3 separate regions of the Mus musculus genome follow, and all the other regions are linked to region 1. The links are chromatin contacts, called in public ChIA-PET and HiChIP or PLAC-seq maps. All regions are on one chromosome and are shown on one strand. The core of a region is the stretch at or near the end of the contact, and the rest is flanking DNA. Distances in the headings are between cores, read along the strand shown. Region 1 overlaps Lrrk1 (leucine-rich repeat kinase 1). Region 2 has its middle 70 kb from the start of Chsy1. Region 3 overlaps Chsy1 (chondroitin sulfate synthase 1).

Region 1 (3,898 bases), core at 1,302-3,801:
AGCGTGCCCCAGCAGGCCCTGGACACCCCAGCTGTCGTCACCTGTTTCTTGGCAGTACCTGTTATCAAAAAGGTAAGGTGGGGAGAGGACATATTCAGGTCTGTCACCAAGTGTGGGAGGATCTCCTTGCTGAGAACAGTGGAGTCACACCTTTCTGGGCCACCTTGCCCAGGTCATAGCCAGCTTTAGAGACACAGGCAACCACCGTTAACCTGTGCCTACCGTCCATGAGCAAATGCCAGTGCCCCTGGCTTAGATGAGGCTCACGCTGGTGCGGATGATGAAGCAAACACGTGGCTCCTTCTCTTGATAAAGGCATCAGGAGCCTCTCCTCTGCCCTGGCCACTGATTTTTCTGATTAGTGGGCGTAGCTGATTCCCTTTCATCTGCCTCTGCCTTCTCTCAAAGACTTGCTTTCCTTCCCAGGCCTCAGTCCTTCATTGCCCAGCATTGCCCAGCATTGCCCAGCATTGCCCAGCATTGCCCAGCATTGCCCAGCACTGCCCAGCATTGCCCAGCATTGCCCAGCACTGCCCAGCACTGCCCAGCATTGCAGAGCAGACCCACTTCCTCGCCCTCCTAACCCCATTCACTCAGTGTGCTCCCCAGCCCCAGCTCCACCGCACCTTGGCATGGAATCTAGCCTCACTAGGGCTGGCAAGGCCACCTCTTGACTGGCCCTGGGCCTTCTCCTCCAAACAGTAGACACGGGAGCTTCACCTTCTCTTCTGGTGAACTGTCAGGAACTCCTCTGAGAAGTTGGGTGGCACTGCTTGCTCTCCCAAGCTCTGCTTCCTTCCCTGGATCCAATCAGGTCACAAGGGGCCTGTGGGTAAAACGCGTGCCTTCCACCAGTGCATAAGCATCACTTCCTAGCACAGCTTTTTATAATGTGCGGCCTGCCCTTATGTGGTCCCCATTTGTCCGCCTAACATGAGGATGATTGAGTAATGAAATAGGTCTCTGGACCTATGGAGCCCAGAGTTCCAGGCTGGGTACTTGGAGCTAAAGGTTGCTATGACTTTGTATGTCGCCAAACCTGTGAGCTTTTCTCTGCACCCTGATCTAGCTTCATTTCTTTATAAAAGGGACAGAAAATGGGTATGAAATGAACCTTACAGTCATTTATGACTGTAGCCCCAGGAGCACCCTAGGCAGCTGGGATCTCTACACCAGAGGCTGGGAGAAACGGACACAAAGCATTATTGAAGGGCCCTGACAGCCAGAGCCCCAGCCAGGGCTCACGTCTTGCCGGAGCAGGGGAAATAAAGCGGACTCTGTGTGAGCCTCCTGCGCAGGGTGCCTGCCCCCGTGGAGGTTGACCTGCGGAGGCCACACAGGGCAGACCGTGCGTGCATTCTTGCACAAGCACGCTCACAACCCACCGAACGTGGTGTTCCCCACGCCGGCCAGCAGGGCCAGGATCCAGAAAGACTTATGGCCTGTTTGCTCTGGCTGCTTTATTGACCTAGATCCTGAAGATGGATTTTGAGAAATTTTCCTAGGGCTCCTTACTGTGGATGTTGTGTGAGAGGCCACTCACTCTACTACCCTGAACAGCTGCCCACCCCGCTCCACACAGGCACCCTGACTGCTAACAAAGTGGCTTTCTGCCATTCCCCCTGGCTAGATAGAACAAGGCTGGGGTCCTGTCATGAACTCTGACTTGGTTCTGTGGCCCTTTTCCTGACCCACTCACTCTGTATCTGCTCTGCTCTGCTCTGCTCTGCTCTGCTCTGCTCTGCTCTGCTCTGCTCTGCTCTGCTCTGCTCTGCTCTGCTCTGCTCTGTGAGACACCCCTGGAAGCCTGTATTTGGCTTTGTACCTGCAGCTTTGGCTTCTGCCTAGTAACCTCTGGCGGTGGCTACAGAGGAAACGGTGCTTCGTGGTAAGTCAAACTCCTCAGTAGTGTCAGCCCAGGCTCTTCAGAGTGTGGATGTGGGCACATGGGACCAAGACATGCCAGCAGGAGAGTTAAGCTAGAAGCTCGTTCTTCCAGGGTCATAGATTGTCCACTTGATGGAAACAGTGGGATCCCGGGCCACAGAGGTGTCTCAGACTTAACCCTTTCCTGTGCCAGTGCAGTGCCCAGGTGACAGTGGTGGGCACAGAGACCTGCCCCCTGCTTTTCTGGAGTTCTCCACCGTGTGAGCAATAAACAGAACTCATGCCTATAACAGCTGTCATGTTAATAAGCTATCTACAACAGGGAGAGCATTCTGCCCTGCCTTTCATGAGGCCTTCATGGCATCCAGGAAAGGCAGCTCCCCGCTGCTCCTCCAGCAAGGGACCAATGCCAGGTGGTGGCACCCTTGCTTGATGCCCTCAGCACTATGGGCACTGTTCTCCCTGGCTTACCTCTTGCCTTGCAGCACCAGTGGTGGGTGTGGCTTTGCTGGGGCAAGGCTACATCATCTCTGGACAGAGTCCTGAGACCCCTGAGCAGGCCAAGATTTCAAAGGCTTTACTTCTCTGAGGCACTATGGAAGATCATGTGACCACTTGAGGCACATAGAGAGATGAGTCTGGTGTCTGTGGTTTCTCTCTTCGCATGTGTGACATGAAAGAATATTGTGTGTCCCTGTCCCTTCCCCCCACAGAACTCCTTCCTGGTGCTGGCAGGCCTGGCTGACGGACTCGTGGCTGTGTTTCCTGTGGCACGGGGCACCCCAAAAGAAAGCTGCTCCTACCTGTGCTCCCACACAGCCAACAGGTCCAAGTTCTGCATCCCCGACGAAGATGCACGGCAGAACCCTTACCCAGTGAAGGCAATGGAAGTGGTCAACAGTGGGTCTGAGGTCTGGTACAGCAACGGGCCTGGCCTCCTCGTCATTGACTGCACCATCCTGGACATCAGCAGGCGGCTGGAGCCCTACGCAGCTCCGTCCATGGTCACGTCACTTGTGTGCAGCTCAGACTGCAGAGGAGAGGAGATGGTCTGGTGCCTCGACGACAAGGCCAATTGCTTAGTGATGTACCACTCAGCCACCTACCAGCTCTGTGCCCGGTACTTCTGTGGGGACCCCAATCCTCTCAGGGACACGTTTTCTGTGCAGCCTTCAGTCCTAGAAACCCCAGGCAGTCACAAAACCACCTCAAAGGGGCCTGTGGAAGAGTGCATCGCGGATGTGAGCATCATGTACAGCGAGGAGCTGGGCACGCAGATCCTCACCCACCAGGACTCGCTCACCGACTACTGCTCCATGTCCTCTTATTCTTCGTCCCCACCCCACCAAGATCCTAGGTCCCCTTCCAGTCTGCCCAGCTCCCTCACCAGCTATTCCAGTGTGCCTTTCTCTGCCAACTATGAAGACTCAGACAGGCTGCAGGAGCCCAGTGTCACCTCTGACAGAACTGAGCATGACCTGAGCCCCATGGATGGGGAGACGTTCAGCCAGCACCTGCAGGCTGTGAAGGTGCTTGCTGTCAAAGACCTCATTTGGGTTCCTAGGTAAGCTTTGTGGTGTGGAAGTATCATTTCTGAGCCTCTTGCTTTGGGGCTGGGGTGAGTGGAACCCGTGGCTTCCTTAAAGATTCCCAGGTCCATCTGGGCCGTTCTGCCGAGCAGGCCTTGCCATTCGGTTTTAGAATTGAGAGTGATCTGGATAGCACAGCATCCTGAGCCAGCTCTTCCCTGTCTTGATTTTGGTCCTTTAGACATGGAGGAGATATCATTGTCATCGGCCTGGAGAAGGATTCAGGTGCCCAGCGGGGCAGAGTCATCGCTGTTTTAAAAGCCCGAGAGCTCAATCGGCACGGGTAAGACTGAGAACCCTTCTATATGGCTGGGGGGAGGGGTGTGGGGAACCTTAGGACTCACTAACATGCCCACTAGACAGCACAGCAGCCCTGCTACCCCCTGGGCTCCCACAGATAAGCCTCTGGATCCACCAGTGTG
Region 2 (3,699 bases), core at 412-2,911, 84 kb after region 1:
AGGATTCCAGCTGAGAGGTATTCCGTGGCTCTTGTCTTTCACTGAGAGCCGTTTGGTTTTTTTCTTGGAAAAGCTGAAAGCCACAGCTGCCTTTATAGGAGTATCTCATTTTAGCTCTGATTTTCCTTTGACACATACCCCAGCCAACACAAAGGCTGACTAACTCGGCTTTGCACAGTGACTTATCACATCCCTCATGGGGCTCCAAGATGGCTGGATCCTGCTCCTGCCCAGTCCGCTATGCTAGCTGGGTCACAGGGAAGTGAAGATTTGGCATTTGCAGCTAAAACCTAGAACCTGCTATGACAAGCGGGAAGAAACCTTGGTCCGAGGCTGGTACTGGCCAAGTCTGCAGGTGTGCCCAGAAGAGGGAGGGGGCACTCCAGATGCCACGTGACTGGAGCTCAGGTTCTTCTGGTTCATGCTTGGGTGCAGAGATGAGGCAGGGGTTATGTGGACAGGTAAAGTCAGAAAGGCAGCTGAGGACCACTGGGTAAAGTGCAGGATGGTCGGATCAAGCAGTAGTTTCAGGGGACATGACAGGTGGTGATGGTACTTGCCATTATAGCTGACATAAAACCACAAAATACCCCGTCAGTCTTGGGGAGGAGATGGGTAACCATGCCCTCTTTACAGAGCAGGAAACCAAACTCTGACACAGGAAATCTGCCCAAGATCACATAGCAGCAGATTGGGACCTGAGGTCTATGGAGTTGACTCAAACCAGTGCTTTGTGGCAAAACCAACTTAGAAAAAAAAAAATTAAGCCTGCTTTGAAGCACTGGCCATTTCCTGAAGTGTAAATGATTACTGACTCGCATTGTGATATCACAGGCAGGGCTGGAAATGAGGCGTGTTCTCCAGTCTGAGCTGGCCCAGAACACTGCTGACCCAAACTCAGTTCTGTTTGGTTCCGAGCCTGTGGCTCTTGTGTAAGGGGAATGGCGTGACAGTCCTTTGTGTAGACACCCTTCCCTGCACATTCTCATGAGTCTATGTAACCACGGGTTATCTGTAAAGTGGGCTACTCAGATACATCCCACAGTATGAAGACCCGTTATCCTTCCTCTGGTCTTGAGCCCTGGGTCACCTGGTATTTCAGGATGTACAGCTGAGCCAGCGTCCCTCCCAATTTAGAGTCACAGTAAGGCAACAGCCTTCAGTGATGTTGGCTGAGATGCAGGGAGCAGGGTAGCATGCTTGCATCCGGTTCTCTGGCTCACCCCAGAGCCACAGACTGGCACTGGTCCTAGATTTGAGGTAACGGATACCTGTTCACTCAGAGCCAAAGCACAGCCATTGTTTGTCCCAAGTAGAGATTGTGTTCCTGATGTCACAATCAGAATTCAGCCTGCACAGCATTCCTGTTGCACGTTGGCAACCTCGAATTCTCTCAGATGACTTCTTTTTCGGACAATCTGTGGCAGTTTTATACCTATTCTTTGGAATTCTATGTGATTCTGAGTCTTGGGGCTCATGAATATTTTCCTCCTCATTTGAAACTGAGAGGCAGCCAGGAAGGATGCTTGCTATGGGGCACTCCTCCCGGGAGGTAGGGAGAGGGCCCTGGGTGGAATTGCGCAGTGGAGCAGTCAGGGAGCAATTAGCTGCGGTTCAAAGGGAAGCGCCACCCTGAGCAGCCCTCACATGAGGGGAGGCTAGAGAGATGGTGTGCGCATGCCTACAGCCTCTGAGCTAACAGAAGCAAGTGGAAGCCAAACATATTCCTTGCTTCAGCGCTGGCCCTGGCAGCTGAGAGGAAACTTCTGGGCAGGCACAGCACCTAAGGCTGCCCAGCGACTTCTGGCAGACCCACAGGAAACCAGCTGGGGCTGGACAGGGCTTTCCAATCCGTCCACACTGATGAAATCTACCAGTCACATCCGCCCAAGGATGTGGCCCAGACAGTCACTGCCCTGACAAGCCATCTCAGAGAAACGGCTGGCACTCAGGATCTTGAGGGCACAGCCTCTCAGGGGGAAAGGCCTACCTCTGAATCTAATTTTAAAGACCCACGAGTCATAATGTAAACTCATTTCCCATTGATGGTTGCCACATCTACCTCTGGACCTTGGAAAGTCGCTAGGGCAGATATGACTATGGTCAGTTCCCTGCAGCCCAAGGTCCCTAACGAAATCCTCAGGGCACTGGTGCTGGGGGTGGGACAAGTGCTGTCCCTGCCCAGCTGTCTTCCTTTGCCCACTCTTCTGATACAACTCCCATTTGTGGAGTCTTCATTGCTGGAACAAACCCATGGCTAAACACTATCTTCCAACTTAGTGATGTACTGGGTCTTCCGGGAACATCAAAGCCAACATCCATTTTCTTGTTTTTTTGTTTTGTTTTGTTAGGTTTTTTTGAGACACGGTTTTTCTGTGTAGTCTTGGCTATCCTATAATTTGCTCTGTAGACCAGGCTGGCCTCAAACTTAGAGATCCACCCGCCTCTGCCTCCAGAGTGTTGGGATTAAAGGTGTATGCCACCATCCCCAATCGACAGTAAAAAAAATCTTAACTAACACCTATTAAATGTAATTTTATAAAATAGCCTTCAAAACTAGCCTAGGGCACAGGTTAAGTAGCTCCATGGTTGCCAATCAAGTTCACCCCCATGTATTTGCAAATACGCATTTTCCCACCAGAAAAACCATACCTGGTTTCTAGAGGGACACCTGGTGGCACTGCCCCGCTTTATCCCGCACCACTGCCATGCCAGCATGTCAGGAACCCCCTATGGTGAGCTGGCGGCTTCCATTTCTCATCTGTCTCCAGGGCAAGGCTCCGAGTGGACCACATTCCCTAAAAGGCTATGTGTCTGAAGCTCGCCTGACTCACCATTATGTCTGCCCTCTCTTTGTTTTGCCATGACTCAAGTTTTGTGGCCATGGGGTTGAGTTTGGGAGTAGCTCTTTTTCCTAGGATGGTGCAGCCAACAACATACTGAGCACTGTCTTCCCACAGTGATTCTCAGATATGATTTGGTTGTTCAGGTTTCTTTATGCCTGTTTTGTGCTTGCGTGGTACTGGGGCTCAAAACCAGTCTTACACATGGTAGGTAAGTGTGCAACCACTGAGCTATATTCCAGTACCTTATTTGGTTTTAATTTGAAAAAAATTTTTAAAAAAGATTTATTTTTAAATGTGCTGTCTGTGAGAAAACATATTCACGGAAGTGCAGGTGCCCGCAGGCCCAGAAAGGAGGGCTGGAGGTCCTGGGACTGGAGTCACCCTATGTGGATGCTGGGAACACAACTCAGGTTCTCTAGAAGCAATGTACACTCCTAACCATTGAGCTATGCTGTCAGCCTTATTAGAAATGCTAGCGGGTACAATGTGTCACTGTGGACCAAATGAACTCCCAGTTGCCTGCACGTTGTCACAGATGGTCAAACCCCAGTTACCCAAGGATTGGTTGGAGGGCCCCTGCCAAAATCTGTGATACCCAATCTTTTACAGAAAATGGTGTCGGATCTACACAGAACTTACAAATATTCTTCCTGTAGCTTTAAATCACCTCTAACTCAATACCTACTACCGTGTACCACTGCAACAAAAAGGGCAAAAAGCCTATACACGTTTAGTAGACAGAATTTCTCCCGATTTTTAATCCAACGGAGGCTTGAAATACTTCCTTTACAATACTGAGACTCTTTCAAAGCGTACTTTCAGAAAGGTCCTTATTTCTAGCTTCAGCATGGGG
Region 3 (3,710 bases), core at 52-2,551, 100 kb after region 1:
AACCCACTCTGTAGACCAGGCTGGCCTCGAACTCAGAAATTCGCCTGCCTCTGCCTCCCAAGTCCTGGGATTAAAGGTGTGCACCACCGCGCCCGGCTATAAGCAGCATTTCTAAGTCTACAGTTATAAAGCATATGACTCTTAGCATGCACATGTAGAAAGTTACATCACTTACAATACTATTTTAAAACCCCTTAAGATCATTTCAGAGCTGGTGAGATGGCTCAGTGGGTAAAGGTGCTTGCTGTGAGTCTGAATCCCAGAACTCACATGATGCAAGAGAGAACTGACTCCTGCACATTGTCTTCTGACCTTCACACGTGTGGTATGACTTGCACACAAAGGCAAGTACTAATACACATAAAGTAAACATAAGTAAATCTTTAAAATGTTTAATAAAAGTACTTACCGATATTAAAACAGAAACCGATCATAGTGTTTAGTTATGACATTCTACTTCTGACCACCTGAACTTCCCTAAACAAACAATAACTAACCTTGAGGGCAGTATTGGCTAAATAAATAAAAAGATATGCAGCCGGGCGTGGTGGCGCACGCCTTTAATCCCAGCACTCGGGAGGCAGAGGCAGGCGGATTTCTGAGTTTGAAGCCAGCCTGGTCTACAGAGTGAGTTCCAGGACAGCCAGGGCTATACAGAGAAACCCTGTCTTGAAAAACCAAAAATAAAAATAAAAATAAAAGAATTAAAAAATTAAAAAGAATAAAAAGATACGCTAAAACGACGGAGTTATAAGAGTAGTGAAAAAGTCACAGAAGAGAGAAAGCATGAAGATTACTGGCAAAGAAGTAACTCATGCATCAGCCGAAGACCAGAGCATCTCTCTTACGGAAAACGGGAGAGGCAGGGTAGCAGCACAGAGAACGATTCCATTTTCATGGCATCTTGATTGCATTACTCAGTATCAATTATGTATAACTATAAAAAGGAGAGCTGAGAGCAGTGGCTCGCACCCGTAATCACAACAGTTGGCATGCTTAAGCATGTCAAAGCCATGTGCTCGAAGCTAGCTTGGGTTACACACTGAATTCCAGGCCAGCTTGAGCTATAGAGAGAGACCTTGCTTCAAAAAAAGATAGACGGACAGACAGACAGACAGAGATGAGTAAGTAAAATAAAAAGTAGATGCAGATACAAAGCAAGCATATACTCTTTTAAAAATAGGTTACTCATGAACCCTGTGAGAATGACTTCCATTTGAAGAAGGTGTAGTGGTTTGAATATGCTTGGCCTATGGGAAGTGGCACTATTAGGAGGTGTGACTTTATGGGAGGAGATGCAGCCTTGTTAGAGGAAGTCTGTGGCTGTGGAGGTGGGGCTTGGAGGTACCCTAGCCTCAAGCTCTGCCCAGTGTGAAAGACCATCTCCTCCTGGCTTCCTTCAGATAAAAGCACAAAAGCCTTGGCTTCTCCAGCACCGAGTGAGCCTGCATGCTGCCATGCTTCCCGCCATGACGACAATGCACTGCCTCTGAAACTGCAGCCCAGCCCCAATTCAATGTTGCCTTTGTGAGACTGCCTGGTCGCGGTGTCTGTTCCCAGCAGTAAACCCTAACTAAGACAGAAGGAAAGTGTCACATCTTTCTGAGCCTTCTCACACTCATCTCCTCATGTCCCACTGATGGTCAGGTATCAAACCGTGCTACGCTCATGTAAAATGGGGTAGATATAATAAGGCCTGGAGAAAGAAACACAGGCCAAACTCAAGTAAGCATATGGAAAGAAATAGTCAAAGTTACAACAGAAATTAATGAAATGAAAAAAAAAAAAAAAAAACAATTAAAACCACCACCAACAACAAGGAAACAGAATCAGTACACTGGTAGCCAACCTCAGAGAGGGAAGATCCGTATTAACCAAATCAGAGGTAGAAAAGCAGGCCCAATAAAGGATATTGAAGAAACTCAGAAAAGCATTAGGATACATCTTTAGAAACTTATATTCCATCAAGCTGGAAAAGCTTTTTTCAAAAAAGGAAGAATTTATAGACCTTAGAATAAAGCATACCTACGATGTTAGACCTCTCCAATGAAAAACATAAAACACTAAAGAAAGAAACTAAAGAAGACACTAGAAGATGGGAAGACCTCCCATACTTCATAGATTTAAAAAAAAATTCATTTAAAAAAGATTTCTTTAAAAATTGGATGTCTGTGTGCAGTGCATGAGGGGGGTACCCATGGGGTTAAGCAATAGTCAATCATGTTTACCAACAGAAACCAGAAAAACCCTGAGCAAATATTAACTCCAGAAATACCAGACTAACCAGAATTATTACTTAGAAATAACCAATATTACTACTTTAAGATTTAATTAATGACAAAATAAGTGACCAGAGCCACACCACCAAGTGAGTAACAGTGTTCTACACCAAGATTCACAACCAGGAGCTGTGTAACAGTCAACCAGACCAAGCAGGAGAGCTGTGATCCAAGCCTGAATGCATGCCCTAGCTTCTCTTCACGTGTCCTCGTCACACACACTTCATGTATGCAACCCTAGCAGCTAACAGTGACCCACAGGCAACTTCCTGAGATGAAAAGGAACAAAGTTTTAATTATTTCCATCTCTGATTTATCTAAGTGAGTACCTATATAAATACTCCTAATTGTTATGTTGATTCTTCCTAAAGAAGCTGGCAAGATCTACCTGCAGGGCCCATTTAAATGTCTCCTTTCTTTTGAGATCAGGGCGGTGTGGTGTGATTAACAATAAAGCACTTCCAACCCTTCCAAATACAGGCTTCACCACCAACGCATTCCCAAACTCTGTTACAAGGGAAAGCAGAAACCGCGACACAGAGATTTAAAGGGAGACGCCCTGTAAGGAGCATTCCCGTCTGGACTGATGTACTAGCCTATAGTCTGAGAGCATTCCCAAGGTGTCACATCTGTTATTACAGTCACAACGACTTTCCGGAATAGAAAATATATTTACGTCAAATATATAAGGATATTATGTCATTTATAGAACATCAAATTATAAATTTATGTTAAATTGTAACACACAAAATCAGAACTACACACAGAATATATTGATGATCAGCTTCTAACAGCCAACCTGCTGGAATGGAGATGCTAGAAGTCTGTTCCAAAATTAAGACCTTTTAAATCTGAAAACCAATTAACTTTAACTGTTTAACTGTACTAAGGACCTGAGACCTTGGTACACTGCCATAAGTGTGACACCCAAGCGCTCTGCCTTTGCAACCTAGGGAACAAAACTCCCATGTACAAGAGTGCACAGGCTGCTTAAAATACTTACAGACTGACCTCTGGTCTGTCTTCCAAGCCAGACTTCAGGTTCAGTTAGGCGTGACCACGTGTCCAACTTTTCCCCCAGTGGAGTGTGAGTAGAAAGGACACGTCTCCTACCTCTGAACCCTGAGGCCCTGTTCCTCTCCTGGGTCAGAGTCTGAGCACAGCAACCATGGCATCCATCTCTAACAAGGGACTGTTGCAGGAGAGAGCCAAGAACCCAGACCACACCCCCATATCCTGGGAAACAGCCTTGCCAACCTGGAATCCCTGGAGGACTCAGCCTGTATTCAATATAGAAATTTCCCTATTTCTACTGCATTTCTTGGATGTCAGTTATGGTGGTTTGCCCCTTTCTTTGTAATGCCATATTAATAATTTAGTTCTTAAGCAACACTTCAGAATAACATTTCATAAAAACGCACAACTAAAGTC

Evidence for each region. HiChIP or PLAC-seq counts read pairs in DNA pulled down with a chosen protein or histone mark. ChIA-PET counts read pairs in DNA pulled down with a chosen protein or histone mark.
Region 2: an RNA polymerase II ChIA-PET map of effector CD8 T cells shows a contact between it and region 1, with 4 times the contacts expected there. The contact joins two enhancer-like sites. A contact is called at or near these places in 4 of 15 datasets of contacts at CTCF or cohesin (CD8 T cells, the G1E-ER4 cell line, the NIH/3T3 cell line and 1 more), 21 of 484 Hi-C or Micro-C datasets (B cells, the C2C12 cell line, CD8 T cells and 13 more), 10 of 115 datasets of contacts at active chromatin or transcription factors (CD8 T cells, the HPC-7 cell line, Th17 cells and 5 more) and 3 of 9 other capture datasets (adipose tissue, liver and pancreatic islet).
Region 3: a CTCF HiChIP or PLAC-seq map of CD8 T cells shows a contact between it and region 1, with 5 read pairs. The contact joins two enhancer-like sites. A contact is called at or near these places in 3 of 15 datasets of contacts at CTCF or cohesin (CD8 T cells, the NIH/3T3 cell line and large pre-B cells), 1 of 484 Hi-C or Micro-C datasets (nephron progenitors), 3 of 115 datasets of contacts at active chromatin or transcription factors (double positive thymocytes, effector CD8 T cells and fibro-adipogenic progenitors) and 3 of 9 other capture datasets (adipose tissue, liver and pancreatic islet).

What each region holds. Positions count from the first base shown.
Region 1 is chr7:66,261,599-66,265,496 of GRCm38.p6, reverse strand. Lrrk1 (leucine-rich repeat kinase 1) reads left to right here. Exons shown (of 34, transcript NM_146191.3): 31 at 1-72; 32 at 2,601-3,451; 33 at 3,658-3,759. All of the region lies in intron 2 of Gm33442 (a long non-coding RNA gene), which reads right to left. Among named protein-coding and RNA genes, the nearest start is that of Gm33442, 11 kb to the right of the region's middle. Within about 2 kb of position 2,551, at least 53 of the 459 cell types and tissues checked have an H3K27ac peak or open chromatin away from gene starts, as enhancers often do. A contact at or near this core is called in CD8 T cells, Th1 cells and effector CD8 T cells, where this site is marked.
Region 2 is chr7:66,177,398-66,181,096 of GRCm38.p6, reverse strand. No RefSeq gene overlaps it. Among named protein-coding and RNA genes, the nearest start is that of Chsy1, 70 kb to the right of the region's middle. Within about 2 kb of position 1,661, at least 151 of the 459 cell types and tissues checked have an H3K27ac peak or open chromatin away from gene starts, as enhancers often do. A contact at or near this core is called in CD8 T cells, Th1 cells and effector CD8 T cells, where this site is marked.
Region 3 is chr7:66,157,837-66,161,546 of GRCm38.p6, reverse strand. All of the region lies in intron 2 of Chsy1 (chondroitin sulfate synthase 1), which reads right to left. Among named protein-coding and RNA genes, the nearest start is that of Chsy1, 50 kb to the right of the region's middle. Within about 2 kb of position 1,301, at least 8 of the 459 cell types and tissues checked have an H3K27ac peak or open chromatin away from gene starts, as enhancers often do. A contact at or near this core is called in CD8 T cells and effector CD8 T cells, where this site is marked.